2 separate regions of the Pan troglodytes genome follow, and region 2 is linked to region 1. A link is a contact called in public HiChIP or PLAC-seq data. All regions are on one chromosome and are shown on one strand. Each heading gives the region's core, a stretch centred on a gene start, on an enhancer-like site or on the middle of the called end of the contact. The rest is flanking DNA. Distances are from core to core; before and after follow the strand shown.

Evidence for each region. HiChIP or PLAC-seq counts read pairs in DNA pulled down with a chosen protein or histone mark.
Region 2: a contact with region 1 is called in an H3K4me3 HiChIP or PLAC-seq map of stem cell-derived excitatory neurons, with 9 times the contacts expected there. The contact joins the promoter of MRPS10 here to the promoter of MED20 in region 1. A contact is called at or near these places in 1 of 7 Hi-C or Micro-C datasets (induced pluripotent stem cells) and 1 of 1 datasets of contacts at active chromatin or transcription factors (stem cell-derived excitatory neurons).

What each region holds. Positions count from the first base shown.
Region 1 is chr5:47,803,172-47,807,496 of NHGRI_mPanTro3-v2.0_pri, forward strand. It overlaps MED20 (mediator complex subunit 20), which reads right to left and starts at 1,584. Exons shown (of 4, transcript NM_001246490.1): 1 at 1,502-1,584. The coding sequence starts at 1,515. It overlaps BYSL (bystin like), which reads left to right and starts at 1,567. Exons shown (of 7, transcript XM_016955476.3): 1 at 1,567-2,327. The coding sequence starts at 2,060.
Region 2 is chr5:48,104,134-48,108,475 of NHGRI_mPanTro3-v2.0_pri, forward strand. MRPS10 (mitochondrial ribosomal protein S10) reads right to left here and starts at 2,611. Exons shown (of 7, transcript XM_518474.9): 1 at 2,468-2,611. The coding sequence starts at 2,515.

The DNA of each region.
Region 1 (4,325 bases), core at 334-2,833:
AATGTGCCTTATTTTGAAATACAAAAGAATCCCTAAACTGACGCTACAAGTGACAGAAGTCCTAGGATTCTGAAAACGTTGATAAGGGGGCCAACAGAGAGCCCTTTTCCTGGAGCTGCCTTCTCCATTTAAAGAGCAGGGGTGGCTGGGCACGGTGGCTCATGTCTATAACGCCAAATACTTTGGGAGACCAAAGCAGGAGGCTCGCTTGAGTTCAGGAATTCAAGACCTGCATGTACAAAACAGCAAGACCCCATTTCTATTTCTTTAAAAAAAAGAAAGAGCAAGGGTTCCAGGGTTCTACGCTGCATCCTTTCCATTTCCATTCCTCACATATCTTGCTTCCATTAAGGAACACAGGAGGATCGTGTCAATCGTAGGAAGCAAGAGTGTAATCACTGAGAAACCTGCAAGAACCTGGGCTACCAGGAGGAAAAGTATTTCCCCTACACATGCTTTTGTATGAGAAGCCTATATCCACTGGCTTCAAATATCCTGGCCTCCGGGTTTCTCCCACGGGAAAAATGCTCACGTCTACTGAGATAAGAAAAAAATGTTCTGGGACCTGGCACCTTACAACTAACGCCTCCACGAGCACTGGACCCATACCTTTCCCTGCCACCTCATCTTCTTTCAACTGAGACTTAAAACATATGAAAGATAAAAACTCCATTGAAACTAGACCAACCATGGAATTAAACATAGTGGGAAACGGGTCCTAAAGAGATAAAGTGCCTGGAACCATGATCTCCTTATTATCAATACCCTCTTTTTTCCTCTAGACCCAAGATCTTAAAATGAGCAAATTAGAAACAGACACAAGCGGGTCTAACTGTATTTGATGGCTGAGGGAAGAGCAGGCGAAAATCTTAAAAAATACTATCTCCTGATTGCTTATGGCCCACTCCCTCCAACCCTGTCTGCAGGTGGGTCATAGTCCAAAGACCCTATTTCCAACCCTGAGGTCCCACTGCAGGCAGTACTGTGGCCTCACGGGAAGGAAGATGTATCCAGAAGAGAATGAGGTATACAACCATTGATAGGTTCCTGGGATAAAAAGTTTGCTTTGTCGACACCAGCGTGGCCAATATGGTGAAACCCCATTTCTACTAAAAATACAAAAAGTAATCGGGCGTGGTGGCGGGCGCCTGTAGTCCCAGCTACTCGGGACTACAGGAGAATCGCTTGAACCCAAGAGGCGGAGTGTTGCAGTGAGCCAAGATCGTTCCACTGCACTCCAGTCTGGCGACAGGGCGAGACTCCGTCTTAAAAAACAAAACAAAACAAAACAAAAACCTTTGCTTTCCCGCCTTCCAAGAGGAAGGGGCGCATCTCTGAGGAAACAAGCCCGGGGAACCCGCAGCCCGCACGGCATCCTCTCATCCACACAACCCGAGGATATCTCCCTCAGCTCCCAGAGGACGGCGGACCATGGTCAAGGTCCTCTTTCCGGCCTTTCACAACTCCAAGCCCCGCCCCACAAAACCCCCTGCAGTCCTACCAAGTCACTCCCATGGCGTCGGGCCAGGAAGGTGGCAGAATCACACAGTAGAAACGCAGGGTTCCCTGTCCGCCCACAGAAACTGCTTCAGTTCCCCAACACAACCTTCTGTCTCAGAAGGGACTCCGGAAATACGTAAAAACAGAGCGCCGGGTTCACGCCTTCCCCAAGGAATGGGGCGTGTCTCGGCACCCCTCGGTGACGCCTCCACTGACATCATCTGCGGATTCCCGCCCCGAGGTTTCTAAATCCAGACATTCCCGTTTGGCTGAGCACTCTAGGCCTACATCCATGAAGCTAGGAGAGCGACACTCAAAGACTGCACTATTGAGAGAAGCTAACGTTAAAGGCAGTGAATATATTCGGGAGTCCAGCTCCGGAAAACGGGAGCTCTTTTAGTGGGAGGGGCGGCGCTGATGGCGCTTCTGGCCTCCGAATGCTAGGGGGCACTGTGATCGCCGGGCGGCCTCTTGGGCGCTGGGAGTCCACCGCGCAAGCGCATCCTGGCCTTTCTTCAGTCCCCACGTGCGATCCTTCCCGGCAACTTTTTCGAGAAAAATGCCCAAATTCAAGGCGGCCCGTGGGGTCGGGGGTCAGGAAAAACATGCGCCCCTGGCCGATCAGATCCTGGCTGGGAATGCGGTGCGGGCGGGGGTCCGGGAGAAGCGGCGGGGTCGCGGGACCGGAGAAGCGGAGGAAGAGTATGTGGGGCCCCGGCTGAGCCGACGGATTTTGCAGCAAGCACGGCAGCAACAGGAGGAACTCGAGGCCGAGCATGGGACTGGGGACAAGCCCGCGGCGCCGCGGGAACGCACCACGCGGCTGGGTGAGTGTCTGGGATGAGGTCCGAGGAAGACAGTGGCCAGTAGTGGGGCGGGGTGGACAGCTAAAAAGTGTCTGGCAGGGGAATTGCTTCGAGTCAACAACGGGTCCCGTATTACACTTGCAAAGGAGACTGAACCCTGTCTAGAGCCCTCCGCGCCCACTCCTAGTTTTAGGCACTCCCTTCTAGACACGCCCGAAGTTAGGCCAACAGTAATCGATCGTGCCACTAAGTGCTCCTAGCATGTATCCATTGGTTTTGTAAATATTTATGGGATACCCACTACGAGCTTTGCGCTATGCTCGGAATTCTATCGAATGTTTGGGTACAGAAGTAAACAACACAGGCACGTCTAACTTAAGGACCTTACAGTCAAGCCCAGCAGAGAGGCAATTAAGTAGACTCTTAGAATAATATATTTCCATGATAAAGTATCGTTTCCCTGGTAACAATAGCATTGGTCTTGAGAAGCTTCTCCGATTGCAGCAGGACCTTTAAGCTGAGAACTGAAAAACGAATGGGAAGTGTTATGAGCAGAAAACACATTGTTTAGCAGCCAAAGAGCGAGAGAGATGAATTGAAAGACGTCTGATGTTTTCTCACTAGGGAGGGAGTGTTGACCTCTGAGGTGCTTCATCCGTTTCTCAGATCTCATCTAAAGCAATATTTGACACAATTGAATAGTGGCCTTCTGGCCACAGTATCCTTACTTGGGTTCTAAGACATCAACACTCCTGTTTTACTGCCACCTCACTTCTCAGTATCCTTGGCTGACTCTTATTGCAACCTCTTCTCCTCAGTCCTCTGACCTCTTCAAATATTCTCTGGTGCTGGCAAGTTTCATGGTTTAAATACCATCCTTGAGTGACTACTCCTAACTTTATAGTCTAGCCCTGATCTCTTCCATGAAATCCAGATTCTTATATTCAACTGCCTATTTGGCATCTCCAATTTGAAATCTAACAGACAGCTCAAATTTAACATGTACAAAACAGAAATCCTGACCTTCCCTCCAAACCTGCTTCTCTCACCATTGCCTTCCCTGTCTCAGTTAGTAGCATTTCATTTGCTCAAGATAAACTTTAGACTCCTCTCTCTCCCTGCCCCCACCATCTCCTCTCTCTGTCTCTCCCTCCCCACATCTGATCTGTAAGGAAATTCTGATGACTTTGCCTTCAAAGTGTATCCAAAATGAGACCACTTTTCACCGCTTTGGAACACCATCCTGTCGTAGCCACCACAATCTCTCACCTGGATTATCACAGTAGCCTCCTCTTTAGTATCTCATATTCTCCGTTTTTTCTTTTTTTCTTTTTTTTTGAGACAGAGTCTCTCGCTCTGTCACCCAGGATAGAGTGCGGTGGCACAATCATAGCTAACTGCAGCCTCAATCTCCTGGGCTCCAGCCGTCTTTCCACCTCAGCCTCCCACATAGCTGGGACCACAGGTGTGTGCCACCATGTCCAACTAATTCTTTTTTTTTTTTTTTTTTTGAGACGGAGTCGTTCTGTCGCCCAGGCTGTAGTGCAGTGGTGCAATCTTGGCTCACTGCAACCTCTGCCACCTAGGTCCAAGCAATTCTTCTGCCTCAGCCTTCTGAGTAGCTGAGATTACAGGCGTGAGCCATCACATCCAGTTAATTTTTGTATTTTCAGTAGAGATGGGGTTTCACCATGTTGGCCAGGCTGGTCTTGAACTCCTGACTTCAGGTCATCGTCCACCTCTGCCTCCCAAAATGCTGGGATTACAGGCGTGAGCCACCGCACCCGGCCGCTAATTATTTAATTATTTGTAGAGATGAGGTCTCACAGTGGTGCCCAGTTTGGTCTCAAACTCCTGGGCTCAAACGACCCTCCCTGCCTTGGCCTCCCAAAGTGCTGGGATTACAGGTGTGAGCTACTGCACCCTGCCGTGTCTCGTACTCTCTACAAAGCACTCACAGGTGGGGGATTACAATGGTCTACAATGCACTATATGATCTGCCTCCTTTGCCAGTCTGAC
Region 2 (4,342 bases), core at 1,361-3,860, 300 kb after region 1:
AAAGAAGTTTAGCATAAGTGAAGTTTCATTAATACAAATGATTGTCACCTAAGTATGTTTTTGTTTGTTTTTTCAGGGTTTTTTTGAGACAAGGTCTCACTCTGTTATCCAGGCTGGAGTGCAGTTGCATGATCATGGCCTGGACCTCCCAGGTTCAGGTGGTCCTCCCACCCCAGTCTCCCAGATAGCTGGGACTACAGGCACGGGCCACCAGGCCCAGCTAATATTTTGTACTTTTGTAGAGATGGGGTTTCACCATATTTCCCAGGCTGGTCTTGAACTCGTGGGCTCAAGCGATCCTCCAGCCTCAGTGTCCCAAAGTGCTGGGATTTCAGGAGTGAACCACCACCTAGCCACGTTTTAAAAGCCTATTCTTAGCTTATTGTCCTTCCTCTCCTTACCCAAGATAGAGACAAATCATAACTCTATAATCTTCTTTGCACCAAAGGGGAAAAGGAAAAAGGAAATCAGGTACAACACAAAGTGGTAAGAGGTATGTGCCATTCTTCGGACAAAATTGCATAGAAAATTCCCTCCCAACAATTACACCAGTGACCCCACAATCGAATTGTGCAAGAGGAGCAAGAATATTACACTTCTCAGTCACATTCTCCCACTATAAACCTCTGCTTTTTCTTTTCTTTTTTTTTCTTTTCTTTTCTTTTTTTTTTTTGAGACAGAGTCTTGCTCTGTCGCCCAGGCTGGAGTACAGTGGAGCATTCTCAGCTCACTGAAACCTCCGCCTCCTGGGTTCAAGCAATTCTCCTGCCTTAGCCTCCTGAGTAGGTGGGATTACAGGGGCCCACCGCCACACTCAGCTAATTTTTGTATTTTTAGTAGAGACGGAGTTTTGCCATGTTAGCCAGGATGGTCTTGATCAGGAGATCTCGTGATCCGCCCACCTCGGCCTCCCAAAGTGTAGGGATTACAGGCGTGAGCCACCGTGCCCGGCCAAGAAGTTTTTAAATTGCATTTTTTCTTTGTATTTCTTGAGAGAGAGAGAGAGAGAGAGAGAGAGAGAGAGAGAGAGAGAGAGAGTGTGTGTGTGTGTGTGTGTGTGTGTGTGTGTGTGTGTGTGTGTGTGTTGGGGGAGTGGTGGTTTGGAAGGGAGGGCTGTCTGGGTAAATTTGTCTTAATAAAGCAGTTCAAAAATTTCAATCTCTAATATCATCTGACTTTTCTCAAGAACAGTGGTTTTCAGGCCGGGTGCGGTGGCTCAAGCCTGTAATCCCAGCACTTTGGGAGGCCGAGGCGGCCGGATCACTTGAGGTCAGGAGTTCGAGACCAGCCTGACCGACATGGTGAAACCCCGTCTCTACTAAACATACAAATATTAGCTGGGCATGGTGACGCATGACTGTAATTCCAGCTGCTCGGGAGGCTGAGGTAGGAGAATCACTTGAACCCGGGAGGTGGAGGCTGCAGTGAGCCGAGATCGTGCCATTGCGCTCCAGCTTGGGCGACAAGAGCGAAACTCCGTCTTCAAACAAAAACAAAAACGGTGGTCTCAAAGTGTAGTCTGAGGACGTCTGTGGGGTCTGAGACACTTTCAGGGGATCCGGGAAATCAAAACTATTTTCATAAAACCAAAACGTCATTTACAACTTTTCCACTCATTCTCTTACCAGTGTACAGTGAAGTTTTCCCGTGACAGCCTGAGGTGTGATATAGGAAAAGATTAAATACAGAAGCAGATTTGAATCTAGCTTTTATTAAGCCAGAAATTAAAGAGAGCTGCAAAAATGTAAAACATTGCTGCTCCTTACTCAGTTTGTTCAGAAAATATATTTTTCATAAAGTATTAGTTGTAACATGTAATGAGTTAGTGTTACTTTTAAGTCAATATATATTCTTAAGTTTTATTTTCCAAAAAGCTAAATATAGATAGCAAAAACCCACAAAAACAAAAGCTCTCTGGAGTCCTGAACTCCGAAAGTGTAAAGTGGTCCCAAGGCCAAAAAGCAGGAGAACCGCTGCTGAAAAGTTTTTGCTCCTCCTGCAAATAACTGCGCAGAGGATATCTAACCCACTCCTCTGGCTTGAGACCTTCATCTAAATTTGGATGCCAGGAAAGCATCTCAATTTAGTTCCATGGGAAGAGTCTGAGATCTTGCACCAGCTCAGCCTCTAATTTTCGCGAGGCAAATTTCCTGTCTTCTCTGAGCCTCAGTTTATTTTGCAAGCGTGAAAGGAGGGGTTTTGGAACATACGAAGTACAAAATCTTTTCCAGCTCTGACATTCTACGATTATTCTTGTTCCTATCTTTGCCTGGACTCACTAACTTATATTTAATTCCATGAGAGAATTCTGATAAAACCAGCCCCTTTCTCGTCACTTTCCTGTAAACGGCGCGAGGTGAGGGATAAATATCAGGAAAAATCCTGATGGGCAGAGCGGCTGGTGGCAGGGAAACTTAAAAGCAACTATCCCGGTCAGCCCTCCTAGTCTCCCTAGCCAATCCAGTACCTGCCAGAGGCGCCGGCACACAGCCCCGAACGCTGTCCGCGCCGCCATCTTGCCGGTCCCGACCTCTCAGGATTGCTTCCGGGGTTACAGCGGCGTCCTCAGACCATAGAGTTCCGCAAAAGAAGAGAGTACATCCTCATGTTCCGGCGCCGGAACAACCATAGAGACATGATCCTGTGCTTTTTGGGGGCGGGACAGTTGGCTGGCCGAGGCTGGTTTTGCTCCGGCCAGTGTCTGGATAGTTACCGAGCCCTATTAATGTTTTCACCTTTAAATTGTTGTGTGTGTATACACACACACACACACACACACACATTTATTTATTTACTTATTTTTTCCTTTTAGAGACTGAGTCTCACTCGGCTGCCCAGGCTGGAGTGCAGTGGGCACAGTCATAGCTCACTGCAGCCTCAAACTCCTGCCTCAAGTGATCCTCCTGCCTCAGCCTCCCAAGTAGCTGGACTACAAGTGCGTGCCACCACAGCCGACTAATTTTTTGTTTTTTTTAAATTTTCTTGTAGAGACAGGGTCTCATTATATTGCTCTCATTATTTTGTGGGCTGGTCTTGAATTCCTGTCCTCAAGTGATCCTCTGGCCTTGGCCTCCCAAAGGACTGAGATTACAGGCATGAACCACAAAGCCCGGACTGAAACTAGTGTATTGACACCATTTACTTCAGTACTGGAATAATGGGTGATTTATTTTCCTATTTTTGCATTTTTCAATTTTTTTTGCATTTTTCAAAATTTTAACAAAATCTATATTTAACAAGAAAAAGAAAAGTCGGCCACTACCGTTGGGTCCAGTTGCCACTCAGTTACCTTATTGCAGCGGCTTTCTAATTATGGTTCTTAATCCTTTCTTCCTTCCCCACACCAATTGGAATTCCTGTGCTCCAACCATTTTGTATACCGCTGTCCTACTGATCTTTCTAAATTATTCATTTCCTTATGTTACTCTAGTATTTAGGAATTTACAATGGCTAGCTTCACTTACAACAAGCCAAAGTGTTTTGTCTAATTATTAATGTCCACCATAATTTTTTCCAAGTAAAAAGATGTATAACTGGGATTTGCTGTAATAAAAACTTCTTCAGGCTGGGTGCGGTGGCTCACACCTGTAATCCCAGCACTTTGGGAGGCTGAGGTGGGCGGATCATCTGAGGTCAGGAGTTCGAGACCAGCCTGGCCAACATGGTGAAACCCCATCTCTACTAAAAACACAAAAAATTAGTGGGGTGTCATCGTTGTGTGCCTGTAGTCCCAGCTACTCAGGAGGCTGAGGCACGAGAATTGCTTGAACCCGGGAAGTGGAGGTTGCAGTGAGGCAAGATCGTGCCACTGCACTGCAGCCTGGGAGACACAATGAGACTCTGTCTAAAAAAAAAAAGAAAGAAAGAAAAGAAAAGAAAAGGCCAGGTGCAGTGGCTCGGCTCACACCTGTAATTCCAGCACTCAGCACTTTGGGAGGCCAAGGCGGGTGGATCACCTGACGTCAGAAGTTCAAGATCAGCCTGGCCAACATGGCAAAACCCCGTCTCTACTAAAAATACAAAGTCAGGCATGGTGGTGTGCACCTGTAATCCCAGCTATTTGGGAGGCTGAGGCAGGAGAATCTCTTGAACCCGGGAGGCAGAGAGTGCAGTGAGCCGAGATTGAGATTGTACCACTGCACTCCAGTCTAGGGAACAGAGCGAGATTCCGTCTCCAAAAAAAAAAAAACTTATTCCATTTGTGCAAATCTTTAAAAATTTATTTTTATTTTTCCTTTTACTTTCTCCTCATCTTAAAGTCTGCTTCTATAATACTATATTGTCTTTTGTGTGTGTGTGTGTGAGACAGTGTCTCGCTCTGTTGACCAGGCTGGAGAGCATT